3 separate regions of the Mus musculus genome follow, and regions 2 and 3 are each linked to region 1. A link is a contact called in public ChIA-PET and Hi-C data. All regions are on one chromosome and are shown on one strand. The core of a region is the stretch at or near the end of the contact, and the rest is flanking DNA. Distances in the headings are between cores, read along the strand shown.

Evidence for each region. A called contact is a pair of places that touch in the nucleus more often than the background predicts. ChIA-PET counts read pairs in DNA pulled down with a chosen protein or histone mark.
Region 2: an RNA polymerase II ChIA-PET map of memory CD8 T cells shows a contact between it and region 1, with 19 read pairs. The contact joins the enhancer-like site here to the promoter of Ankib1 in region 1. A contact is called at or near these places in 1 of 39 promoter capture datasets (pre-B cells), 1 of 484 Hi-C or Micro-C datasets (CD8 T cells), 2 of 115 datasets of contacts at active chromatin or transcription factors (effector CD8 T cells and memory CD8 T cells) and 2 of 9 other capture datasets (adipose tissue and liver).
Region 3: a contact with region 1 is called in a Hi-C map of pre-B cells, with 4 times the contacts expected there. The contact joins the promoter of Cdk6 here to the promoter of Ankib1 in region 1. A contact is called at or near these places in 9 of 484 Hi-C or Micro-C datasets (CD4 T cells, CD8 T cells, the G1E-ER4 cell line and 3 more) and 6 of 115 datasets of contacts at active chromatin or transcription factors (the 230-238 cell line, acute myeloid leukemia, bone marrow-derived macrophages and 2 more).

The regions. Positions count from the first base shown.
Region 1 is chr5:3,801,197-3,805,836 of GRCm38.p6, reverse strand. It overlaps Ankib1 (ankyrin repeat and IBR domain containing 1), which reads left to right and starts at 2,713. Exons shown (of 20, transcript NM_001289527.1): 1 at 2,713-3,240. Krit1 (KRIT1, ankyrin repeat containing) reads right to left here and starts at 2,672. Exons shown (of 17, transcript NM_030675.3): 1 at 2,354-2,672.
Region 2 is chr5:3,507,012-3,511,226 of GRCm38.p6, reverse strand. All of the region lies in intron 5 of Cdk6 (cyclin-dependent kinase 6), which reads right to left. Among named protein-coding and RNA genes, the nearest start is that of Fam133b, 35 kb to the left of the region's middle. Within about 2 kb of position 1,551, at least 50 of the 459 cell types and tissues checked have an H3K27ac peak or open chromatin away from gene starts, as enhancers often do. A contact at or near this core is called in CD8 T cells and memory CD8 T cells, where this site is marked.
Region 3 is chr5:3,342,357-3,346,814 of GRCm38.p6, reverse strand. It overlaps Cdk6 (cyclin-dependent kinase 6), which reads right to left and starts at 2,922. Exons shown (of 8, transcript NM_009873.3): 1 at 2,844-2,922; 2 at 2,216-2,696. The coding sequence starts at 2,448. It overlaps Gm36470 (predicted gene, 36470), which reads left to right and starts at 3,256. Exons shown (of 4, transcript NR_168898.1): 1 at 3,256-3,517.

The sequences.
Region 1 (4,640 bases), core at 1,464-3,963:
CTAAGTCTTCACTGAGCAATTTTGGAAAAAATAACTGAATTTCAGCTGTATATGTGACTGCTGAATGTTCTCGTGGTCAGTGCAATTACTTCTTCACAGCTATACTAAAAAGGTTCTCTTGGATTGAATATGTTCATCTTTTTGGCCTTTAAAGGTTCTCTGAGTTATATGCCAGTAAGTCTCGAAAAGAACATCAACCATAGAGTTTCTTTTCTAGTTACATTTACATGAACTCTCTTCAATTTTTTAAAAGGTCCATTAGGCATTAAAATGTTTTTTTCATATTTAATGAGTCCCTTACTGCTTCAACTCCTAGGAGAGAAAAAAGAGAAAAAGAGCACTTTCAAGAAAGGGCTGAAAATGTTCCTTGAGAGGATATACATTTTTATTCTGTTTTCTGAGAGGCAACTGATGTCACTCTGACACCCTGACTCACTTTCCTAAAATTTAAAAATGCCTTATTTTTGAAAGTTTCATTAAAATGAAATTCTTTTTAAAATTCAATAACTTCTGGCATCTTAAATAAAATTTAGTCTAAAAGCTTAACAAGTATTATTTCACAAACATTTGTCTTAATAAAACGTTTTTTTAGTTACAAAGTTTTCACTGATTTTGTACCAAAGAAACTAAAGGTATTTCTTTTTTTCAATTATTTATTTAGTTATGTTACATCTCAACTAAGGTTTCCCCTCCCTCCTCTCCCCTAAGACTCTCCTTTTCTCTTCAGAAAAGGGGAGGGAGACATCCCAAGGCTATCAACCAGCCTTCAAGTCAAATTTCAGTAAGATTATGTGCATCTTCTCCTATTGAGCTGGAAGAGGCAGCCTAGTTAGGGGGAAGGGTCCCAAAGCCAGGCAACAGAGACAGGGACAGCCGAAACTAAAGGTCTTTCCTTGAAGACGTTTGAATGAAACATTAGGATGAAGACATTTCATCTTGTTTAAAGTTTTGAGGATAGTTCATGGAATTTTTTTTTAGATAAAAAAATTTTAATAAGAACATTCTAAAAATCCACTACATGCAAAAGAGCTGCCTATAGAAAAAAAAAGGCTTTTCTTAAAACTTCCTGTTTAGCAACTGCTTTTCATCTCAGATTAACACCGACTAAAACATAATAAACTATAAACAAGATATATACATATGTATGAAAGCCTTAAAAACTGCAAACCTCTTAAAAAGACACTGTATTATAGACACTGTACAAAGAACATGGCAACTATAGAAAATGATGCTTTCTATAAAGTACCTAAAGGAGAAACTAAGTAGTTAACTTTCTGCACAGAATTTAAAGTAAACCAATTCTTATCTCAATCAATTCATAAGAAAACGTCTATTAGCAAAGTGTTTCATTTGTGAATACTCATTATATATTTTAAATACTCATATTTTAAATATATAAAACAAACTTACTGCTAGCAACATATTCGCAAAAATTCTTTTTTTTTTTATTTTAAGTTTATTTTTAAAAAAGTATTTGTACTGGAGCACTTAAAATAGTCTTCCAATGACATAAAAGGAAACAAAGGTTGAAGCCAGGAAAACAACAAAAGCTACCAGCGATGAAGGTGAAGCTGGTGCAACTGAAACCGACAGGAAGAGAGAACTAGTCAAAAGAATAAAAATAAATAAAGCCATTGCTAATATGCTATATGGCTCACTGCACTGGAGAAATGCTCAGGCATGAATGATATGCTGCCTAAAAAATGAGGACTTATGTAAGTGGAGATGGTTCATAACTTGGAGGGCTGTCTGCGATTTTTTTAAAAAATATGCAGGGATATTGTTGATTTTCATTATGATTGACAAAGGAGAGGCATACAATTTTCACTTAGTGCCCACAGCAGGGGTAATTACTCCTTTGTGGGTCAGTGAGTTTGTTTACAATAAAGACACGCTAAGTTCCCTGAGAGAGCAGGACAGGAATGGAGCTGAAATCTTGAGGTCGGCCAACCACATCAAGGCTTCTGGTGAAGTTACAAAGACCGAGGGGAGGAGAGAGCAGAGAGTGCAAGCCAAAAGGAGACATAAAGGAAGAACTCGGATAGATGGGAGAAGACAGCTACAATCGATAAGCTGTCACTGTCCTGGCAATGACAACACTGCCTGGGAAGTCTTTCCCTTGGCACCACCCACCAGTGCTCCCCTACCGGGAAAAATGCAAAGCTGCTTTTGCTCCAAAAGTTCCCACCCAAGAGACGCCGGTGACTTTTCGGTACCGGCGTGTAAGAAACAACACGCCTTGATGCAGAGCCTCGTGGGCGAGCTTCGGTGCTCCTGCCGTTGGCTCCAGCCGGCGTCTGGCTCTTCTTGCCTTGCTTTCCTTGTTTCCGCCAAGGAAACGGGAAAGACTCACCCGGGCGGGCGGCGGATCCTCTCCCGAGCCGCTACATCCAAGTCAGTGGGTGGGGCGGCAGTCGAAGGATGGCGGAGCCAGCCCGTCACCGTTTTCTCATTCCTTCTGCCTATCTAGGAGGCCCACCCCAACTTCCTGTGGCAGGAAGCCCCTGGATTGTCACCAAAAGCCGCCCCGCGAGTTCGGGTCTCAGGGCACCTGTTCCCCACCGTCCTTCCTCTCCCTCGGCTCCAGGAACCCTTCAGCCTCTCCACCAGCTTCGGGCTCCCAAAGGCCTCAGCTCGCCATCCCACCGCTACCGGCGCCGGGCAATAACTTCCGGGGTTACGCCCCCAAGGCCGCTTCAGGTTTGCGGCTGAAAAAGCTTCCGGGTCGGCCCGCGGGGAGCCGCCGTTCGTGCCGGTCCGTGCCACTTCGCGCGGCGGCCGCAGCTGTCTGGGAGCGGGCGACCGTGAGCTCGCGGGGTTTGGCGGCAGCCGAGCCCGACGCTAGCTATAGCAAGGACGGGGGTCGGGGAAGGGAGGTCGGCCTCCGCGGCTGCGTGCGCACGCGGCACGACCATGCGCTGGACTTGAGCGAGCGGCGGAGGCAGGCGCCACCGCCCCCCTCCTCCATAGCCTGAGAGCGGCGGCGCGCAGCGGGAGAAGATGGGGGGCGCCCGCCCAGTGTGAGCTCGCCGGGCGCGTCGGGCTCGCGCAGCGCTTCCCGCGGGCCTCCAGCGCGCATCCTCCGGCTCCCGCAGCCGCCGCCGCCGGCGGGTGGGTGGGGCGCCGAGTGGACCCGAGAGGTCACCCGCTCGGCGCGAGAGCCAGGTGGCCGCGACAGAGGAAGACCTGCAGATCTGGGGGGAATCGACGCGAGCCCGGTCCCGGCCGGGAGAAGTAACCGTAAGTTTCTGCTTCGCGGCTCGGCTCTGGCCGAGGCAGTCTCGAGCCTGCCTAGTTCACGCCCTTCCGCGTCTCTTGCGAGGGTTGCCCTGTCACCCCTTCTCTCCCCGTCCCCGAAGGAGCACAGCATCCTGTCTGCCCTACGGGGTTTCTCGCGCTCGCGAATTTGCAAGCCTCCCGGTTTCCGCGGCGCGTCCCATCCTCCACACACGTCTACATAGCCTTGTCCCTCTGTCCTCAAAAGATTCGTGCCCTCCTTCATTTTCTGTAGAACCCCGGACCTCACAGTCTCCGCAACCCTTGTTGGGACCTGGAAAGCCTTGGATTCCACTAACTCCGTGGACCTGAAATAGTGAGGAGCGACTAGGTTAAAAGTGCTCTGTAGGACTGTCATGGGTGGGGATAGGTGCAGATGGCACCACTGAACCTTTATTTGTGTTGCTTTTGCCACCCAAACAAAAGAATGAACGCTCCTCTGTACCCTCATTCCTCTACGTATGTGTGAACTGTTCGTACATTGATGTTTGAGTCGGAGGTAATTGAAGCTACAGCTGTAATGAAGCAGGTCTTGAAGAGTTTTTATTCTCACAAGCGTCATTCTTATGGAACGGCATGTTGAAAAATCTTTGGATTGAAAGACCCATTCAGGTTTACTAGTAAATGTGAAGACCAAATGTGAAAACATCTGGAGTTTTAGATAGTGTACTTTGGATGCTGTTAATTTCTTACTGTTTTGATTACTGTTTGACTAGGCTGTTTCTCGTTAAATTTTAGTTTGCATTTTTAGGTTGCTTTTGCAGAACTTTCCAGAAATTAGATTAAAATATAATTTTAATACTGTCAGTGATTAGACAGCTGTCAATGCATTAACTACTTTTTAAGGTACTATTAGAAAGCAAATGATAATTCTAAAAATAATGTTACTCTGTACGGTGTAGGTTCTGTTAATATTCTGTAAACTAAGGTAGTATGGTAACATTGGTGATTTTTTTTTCTTGGAAATTATTTCTTTAGGAACAATAAATATGTTTAGTCACCCCAGCAAGCCGTTTAGCAGTTTATCTTGGGCTGTAACTTTACACTTCACAGTTTAGTTTGAAGCAGACGCAGAAGATGTAGCTCCCACAGTCTGTCTGGAAATGGACTTTCCTTGGCACAGAAGCCCAGCACTGTGCAGACTTGAGGGCATTGTTGAAGGTGTAAAATCAGCTTCTGATGAAGAAGCTCTAAGGGTTTTCCTCAGGGAATGGCTAGCTGCATGGAACAATCTTTTTTGAAAATTCCACTAGTTTCTTTTATCTTTGGGACAAAGAGGAAAGATAGGAACAACATTTCCTACTTAATTTATTTGTTTTCTCAAAGCTCTGAGAATCTTGAGTTTATGCTATGTACGAGTCCTG
Region 2 (4,215 bases), core at 302-2,801, 290 kb after region 1:
AGAGAGAACAGCTGTTTCATGAATGCTAGCATAACTAAAACTAAAATAACATAAGTAATTCCGCTAGCCCAGAACTGTCATTCATCGGCTCTGGGTACTCCTCAGCTCTGGCATATGTGGTTATGTGTGTATAATTTACCTTATATTCATTTCTTGAGATGACTGCACATTCTTTTTTAAGTTTTTATTTGCAAATATGTGTGCATACACATACAGATATACACGTACTTATTACTTTCTTCATAATAAGATCCAGATGTGAAAATTGTTAGATCTAGACTTGGCAATCAATATGTACTCAGTAAACACAGAAAGAAGAAATACATATTTAAAACAATAAATGACATGTGATGATAAATTGAAATGTATGACAAATGTAGACGTGACTACAGAAAACAGAGCACTCTCTGTGTTGTGAATGGCTGACAGGGTTGCTTTGGTAAAGAAAAGGTTTGCACATGCACGAGGGCAGGAGGGCCAGTGGTGTGCAAATGTATTTCATTTGTTCCAGAGCACCAGTGTTGCACTGGGAGGCAGAGAAGGAGAGACCCCCAAAATCTGTGGGCTAGCTAGCCCGTGTGGCAGCTGCAGAGAGCACAAAGACCAAGTCGTACAGGGCTGAAAGGCAAGGGCCAATACTTGAGATGCCCTCTGACCCCCACAGGTACTCACCTCTCCCATGATCATTTATTTGCACAACTTATAGACATGAATCTTTTCATATTTTGAACTCTCACATGAGCTAGGGCTTTGTCATGTCATACTTTGAAACCAACTTATTTGTCAATATTTGTATGTGTGTGTGTAATGCCTGGAAATGGAGTATTATTCATTTTAATGACTATTATGAATAATAATTTTAGCTTATTTCCAAGTTTTTATGTTAGATATTCCATTTTTATACCTTACAATAGTTAATGTGAAGATAAAACTGTACTAACCTATTATTTACTTACTTATTTATTTAGGATGTGTATACATGAGCGTCACAGTGCATGTGTAAAGATCAGAGGTCAGCTCTTAGGCCATGGCCCTGTCCTTCCATTGTTTGGGTGCAGGAGACTAAACTCAAGTTCTCAGGCTTGGCAACAAGCATCTTTATTCACTGAGCCATCTTTGATAGCCTTGAAATCCTTTATGAAAGAAATTCATTTCACTAATATAGCTAAGCAAGCATTTTTTTCCTACTACAGGAGGGCATTACAAAATCCAGTGGCAAAATTGTGTTCAATGCCATCTATGGCACTGCCAGGCAAAACAAGTACATCTTTTTGGTGTTTATTGGCAAGGCTTTTCTTCAAGCCTCTCTTGAAATCTTCTCTACATGTCTTTCTTCGTGTGTGTGTATATGTGTGTGTATACACACACACACACACACACACACACATACATACATATATCTGAGAATTAAACTCAAGGCCTCACAAGTGCTAGGTAAGCAAGCTACCACCATGCTGTGTTCCCAGACTAATGTTTAAAGGGTGTTTGCTGACTGGAGCAAACACTGGTATGGACTGTTAGGGAAACACCCAACCCAACCATTTCTCTCCACATGACTTTAGGAAAGTCCCTTGACTTGTTTTATTCTTAGTTGACTCATCTGTGAATGGAGATAATAACATCTACTTCATAGGATCCACTAAGTGATACTTTATCGTATACTACAATGCCCAGCTTCAAAACGGATCTAGAAGTGGAACACAAACACACACAGACACACAGACACACACAGACACACACAGACACACACACACACACAGACACACACAGACACACACAGACACACACACACACAGACACACACAGACACACACACACACACAGACACACACACACAGACACACACACACACACACACACACGAGAGAGAGAGAGAGTGAGAGAGAGAGAGAGAGAGAGAGAGAGAGAGATTTAAGACATCTATAAATAAAGTCCCCCACAGACAAGCACTCCTCGTGCTCCTGGTTAATATTATATTGGATAATGAAGTGCTTCAGATGGTGGATATGCAGGGGAAGAGGCTGGGTGTGGCAGGACACTCCTGTAACTCCAGCACTTAAGTCTGAGGCCAGCCTGGTCTCCATAGTAAGTTCCAGGCCAGGCCAGGCCAAGGCCAAGGCCAGGTCATGTAAGTTAGACCTTGTTTCAAGAGCTAAAAAAAAAAAAAAAAAAATCAACCAAGGAAGAAAACACTGACACATACCTACATAGTGAGCTTGCATATCACATATAGGTCCTTTATCTAAGTTACTATGTATTTATTACATATTAAAGATCTTATAACTAATCAGCGAAAGAGGGAATTTTATCAGGGAGGGATGCTGATTTTTCTAAAGGGAACTCATTATTCTGAACTGGGAAAAAGTCATTTCTCCTGCACACAGTTTTACAAAAACCTCCAAACTTTGCATATTAAGGCTGCTATCAGCAATTTCTTCAGGGTCAAATTACAAAGGGGGCAACTTTCAGATTAATGTCTTTTAAAACAAACAACTAAAAAGAACATACAGATACGGAACCTCAGTGAACGGCAGGGTGTTTCCCAGCACAAGAGTGTACACCGACATGCCTGCTACAGAAAGGAAGTGATTCATGCATAGAGCGAGATGAAAGATTTCATTTATAAATACTTTTATTGAATACCAACAAGGCAAGGAAGCCAGGGGGTCACCCTATAGAACACCTCTGTAACCTGCATTTGAACTGTGGCATACTTCAGCTGTTGCCTTCCCTTGGTGGGTAGGATTTTCCATGTCCATATAGTGACTGCTCGAAAAATACTATCTTACTATTATATACTTACTCTACACTCCCTTCTAGAGTTATTATCTAAGGAAACAAACTTATCACTTTATAATTAACAGCTGTTCAAATCAGAGCCCACAGAAAAGTCAATTAATTGATTTATTTACTAAACATTAATTGAATGATCACCCACTTAGCACATAAGGCACTAACTGGCAGGTAGATATAAAAACCCTTGCTGTGCCGGGCGTAGTGGCGCACGCCTTTAATTCCAGCACTCGGGAGGCAGAGGCAGGCAGATTTCTGAGTTTGAGGCCAGCCTGGTCTACAAAGTGAGTTCCAGGACAGCCAGGGCTACACAGAGAAACCCTGTCTCGAAAAACCAAAAAAAAAAAAAAAAAAACCAAAAAAAAAAAAATCAAAACAAAACAAAACAAAAAATCAAAACAAAACAAAACAAAACAAAAAAACAAAACAAAACAAAACAAACAAACAAACAAAAAACCCCCTTGCTATGAAAACCCACAATATTTAAAGTTATAGAGCACCATGTATGTTCTTTATATCTAAAGCTTGTAGAGGACTGAAGATATGGTTCAGTGGTACATGCTGCTCTTGCAGAGGACTTGAGTTTGGTTCCCAATACATATATTAGGTGCTCACAATTAGCTGTAAAGTCCAGTTCCAGGGAATCTGATGTCCTTATTAGACATCTATGGTTTCCTGCACACACCAAGTGCACATAGAAACGCACACATACGAACACTCATATTTACCACAAGGATTTTTGCTTCCATTGGGAAGAAGATAAAGAAATTTGTGGTTATTCAGAGATGTCTCTTTCCTGTTACTGATGAAGCCCCACACTTGGTGCAATCATTTAATATCTACTAAATACGTGGAAGTGGCCTGATTAGCCCTCTCTTCCCGATGGAAATTAACGTACCCGAGGAAGCAGCTTAGGGAGTGGGTAGGATGCTCTCCATGACTTCAACAAACAGTGTGTGGCTTAAACAAAGAGTGGCTTAAAGAGGTTCAACAGGCTACGGTTTGCCAAAGGGGTTAAGACTAGGCCAAGGGGTAGGACTGTTAGGTCGAGAGAGATGAGTAGGGCCTAAGTCGATGGAGTGAGGCAATGTGAAGAGACTAGAGACACTTGGTGTAAGATGATCTGAAGAAAGACTGAACCCGACTGGGGAGAAGCAGCAGGGTTCTACACTGTGTGTGTGTGTGTGTGTGTGTGTGTGTTCAGAACAGGGCATAGAATCCTCTGTAGTTGAGTTACACTTGGTTGTAGGCCACCAGGTGGGTGTGCTGGGAACTGAACTCAGGTCCTGTGTCAGAGCAGTCCATGTTCTTAACCACCAAACCATCTCTCTAGTCATTAGGAGAATTAACTTTAGATGTATCTTATATAATTAAAATGTACAGAATAGTTTACTAAGATTGAAGAAAGAGTATTGTGAAAAA
Region 3 (4,458 bases), core at 1,673-4,172, 460 kb after region 1:
AGTCTTGCTGTGTCTAAACAGGAATCTGATTTGTTCTGTAATAATGTCAGACAGAGAATTATGCCTTCCCGGGGACCTGTTCTAGGCCAAGGATCTGATTATCTCTGACATATCCAGTGCCTGAGGTGGCTTTAAATTTAGAGGATTTTCACCTATGCTCTTGCTTTATCCTCACAACTCTAAGTAGGCAGGTGTCAAACGAGGTAAAATAAATTTAGAAAGCGCATCTTCTTTTTGCATATAAGCAGATGCTCCTGAACTCACAATTCAAAATCCCACTGTGGGATCAACTAAAAACCATCTAGAGACACACCAGTCACAGGAGGATAAAACAGGAGAACAGGGTGAGCGAGCTAGCCAAAACTCTTCTGTTACAGGGACTTGTATTGAACTGCACTCAATGATTGGTTATACAAGGGTGTTTGTTTGGAGGAATGCTACTTTTTATTTACATATATGATTATTACCTTTTATCTGGACACCCCACAGGTAACAGACAAACGAAATTTGATATTAAATTCTAATGTTGAAAGTCATCCTTTCCTACAGCTATAGTGATCCTCTAGGGTAGTGAATGACTCTGAGCCAGCAGGCAACTTTCAGGATCACAGACCTCTCTGAAGTGCAAGACACAGACAGACAGACAGACAGACAGACAGTAATCCACTTTTAGTAAAACCTGACTTTCTAGAAGACTCATTCTCCCTCGTCTCATTATCTTTTGCTGTTGCACCCCACATACCCCTGCCACCCAACTAAAGCATAGGTATAATGGCGGCCCTTTATTTACATTGGCTTTTTACTTATTTATGTAGTATGATTCACTTGTGAGTCTGATTATATTGGGAACAAAGTGCTAGCAAAAAACAAAAACAAAAACAAAACAAAAACAAAAAACCCAACCCCACCAAAAGACAAACAAACAAATAAATAAACAGAAAAAAAAACAAAAAACAAAAAACAAAACGAACACCCAGCCTAGTAGAGGAGTTAAAAGCCCTTTAACAACCACCTCCCAGGAAGATTCTGTAGACTCTGAGTCCTAGAGGGCTTGGTATTTCAAAGGTCAGTCTCGGGTCGCTCCTTTTTGATGACTAATGTTACATTGTTTGCCTTTTACAAAAATATTTAGCTGTTCTTATTTACATAACTTCATCCCAGGGCATACAGTAGGCACATATTTGTTGTAAGGAATCCCTACAGGAATGAGAAGACAGGATGAAGACGCCAAGATCATCCCTCTAAAAAGAAGAGCTGAGAATGTTAACTCATCACCTAATTTGTAGAAAAGTCTGTGCATTCCCTTTTAACTTCCAGCTATGCATCTGTTTAAAAAAAGAGAATGAGAAAAGGCACAATGGGGAAATCCCAGCATCTTCGAGAAAACACCATTATCTTCAGTCACAGGAGACTGGGTTAGGAATGCCTCCCCCACCCACCTGCACAACTCTTCCAGGGAAAACAGAGGCTTTAAAATCTAAAGCACAGACTCACATCTAACCAATGAGAGAGGCATTCTAAGTCAGATCATACCAGTCCACAGATACTAAATGATACAATCAGAAAACCCTTTGAGAAGCAATCGCCCTCCACCCTACCACCCACTCTCCCTCCCTTTCTTTTCTCAGACAGGGTCTTTTGTAGCTCAGGAGGGTCTTGAACTCTGGATCTTCCTGGTTCAGTGTTCCCAGTACCCAGCCTTGAAAGACATTTTTCAAACAATGTTTAACACTAGGTGTCAGAGTCTAAACTTCTGAACTTCTAAGACCATCAGAAACCATTCTACAACTATAAAAAAAAAGTCACCACTGTGGGTTTGATTGGCAAACACATTCTTACACATTTCTTAAACTTTATTTACATTATGCTCCACCCTTAAAGTTTCCTTCTAATTATCTGCAAGCTGGATAACTATCTCACTCTGTCTCTCAAAAATCCCCCCACCGACGGGGAAAGTTAAGTAAGGGCTGGAGGGATTGTCTGGTTTTGTCCCTAAAAGACACCCAACGCCCCCCCGGAACCCTTGGGGCACGCAGAGCGAAAGCTCTTCAGAATAGCTTGGCTGCCCGGAAGCCACCGCAGGTCTCTTTTTCTGCCCTGTCTAACAGAGTCACCGGTTTTATCTGGGGAAACTCAACTCTTAACTTTAGTTGGGCCACCAGCCGCCCCTTGCCCAGCACCTTCCCGGACCCCATAGCCAGGGCTCCCGGCTCACCTGACCACGTTGGGGTGCTCGAAGGTCTCCAGGTGCCTCAGCACCGCCACCTCGCGGATGGTGGAGAGCGGCATGCCCTCCTCACTGGTCTGCACTCGCACGCGCTTCAGAGCCACGAAGCGGCCGCCGTTCTTCAGGTCGCGGGCCTTGAACACCTTCCCATAGGCGCCTTCGCCGATCTCCGCCACGCACTCATACTGCTGATCGGCGCGACTCAGGCTGTCCTTCTCCATGCTGGCTTCAGGCTGCGGGTGCGGCACAGTGGAACCGGGGTGCTCACTCGCTGCCTTACACGCCTCGGGGAGTCGGACTCGCGGCCGCCGGGCTAGACGGACCGACCTTCTCGCCCGCGGGTGCAAGCCGGGCGCAGCCGCTGCGAAACTCCGCCTAGCCGAGTCGCCGCGCCGCCGCCGCAGGAGAGCGCCGATCCCTCCTCTTCCCCCTCCGCAGCGATTACATAGTCTGCCCACAATCTCTGCACCTAGGAGGAGGAGACCGGAGGACAAGGAGAAAGTGTGATCAGACTGCCCGGGAGACTTCCACAGGGTTCCACCAGCTCCTCTCCTCCTCCCTCTACTCGCACTGGTTGCCTAATCGGGCCGGGTTTCTCGGAGAAAAACCAAGTTACTTTTCTTCCACAGCAGGGCTCGTGCAGTCTTCACGAAGGAGAGGTTGCTGGGGCCCCTCGGGGATGAGCGCAGCGCGGGACGCAGCGGGACGAGAGGGGGCGTGCCGAGCAGCCCAGAGTGTGCCCGGAGCGCGGGGGAGGGGAGGCGCCGGGCGCGTCAATGTCACGGCTCAATATTTATACCTATATTATTGTTCTCCGCTGCCCTCCCTGACTCCAGGGGCCTGGTCGTGCAGGGTATGGGGCGACCTGGGGGAGTTCGGAAGCTGGCGTAAAAGCACCGGGGGTTCACCCACGTGGGGCCGCAGAACGGGGTTGGGGCTCCTAGAACCCTGTAACCCGATGCTGCGAGTATGCGAGTAGGGGTGGTCAGACATCTGCTCGGAAATTGCTTCCTTTCTTTTCTACTTTCAGTTTTTCTACAGGGAGACATTTGAAAGGGACTCGCTCTCACAAATGGTCTTTGGGGTATGGCAAGCTTAGTGGGAGACGAAATTCTGCCTCCGATTCGGAGGACCTCCCTGGTGGAAACTCAGCGAGGACAGACCATCTGGTAGGGGAGGGCTGGGGCTACTAGAGGTGGGAGAGCGAGGGGTCCTGGAAGGGGAGTAGTGTCGTGCTCCCCACCTCACACATACACAAACACAAAGATCCGAAGGATGTGGGAAAGGAAGGTACGTCACACTTTCACTCGTCCTGTCCTGAAAAAGTAACTTCGGGACTTTGCTAGCTAATCGGGACTGGTCCTTAAGTTTTCAAGCCGTGCAAAAGCAACCGCCCTTACGACGGTGGGGGTAGGGGGCAGTAAACGTAGGTCTCCCCGGTGTGAGAAGGGGCTGCCCTTGTGTCGAGACTTCCGAATCCCCGCCCGGTATCCTGGGCGGCTGAATGTCGGTAGCTGAGACAGTCGCTCTGTTCTCCAAAGGCCAGAGGCTAGGTCCCACGCGCGCGGTCGGGCGCCCCCTCCCCGTTCTGTTGTTTAGGGATGACCGAGTGAGCCTTCCCGTCCCACAGCGGCCTTAGTCTGGGCTGGACCTTGTTCCACCACAGCCGCGTGTCCGGAACGGTCTGCATGCGTTTACCTGCCCCGTACCCATCCCCCCCACCACCACGCTCTTCTGCCTGGTATTAAAGAACACATGGAGCGACCCCCACTGGATGCCAGCATAGCACCGCCCGGCCAAGGCAGGGCCACTCCCCGTTCCTTTGAGAGCTTTCCTAAAAAGCTGCGGAAAGGACCCTCCAGCCCTCACCCGGGGGTCCGAGCCAGGTCGAGGGCCACACAGGTAGCGGGAGCAACGGCCTTGGCGCCCGCCCTCCCCCTCTGCCGGTGTCCAGCCTAGGCTCCAGGAGGGGGCAGCCGTCCCACCCCCGCGGGCCTACACCCCCCGGACCGGAGCGGCGGTGCCTAGCCCCCTCCCCTCCTCCACTTTTTCGTAGTTGTTGTTGCTTTCCCACGCTGGCTGAATGTGACTTGACCCCATTTCAAAAAAGTTTGACATAGCGCTTCAACATTTCCGCATTCCTCCGCGACTACAAAGGCTGCAGCCGCCTCCTTCTGCTTTCTGTCTCTGATCTCTGTCTTAGCACTCAATGAAATCCTTCATGAGCCTCT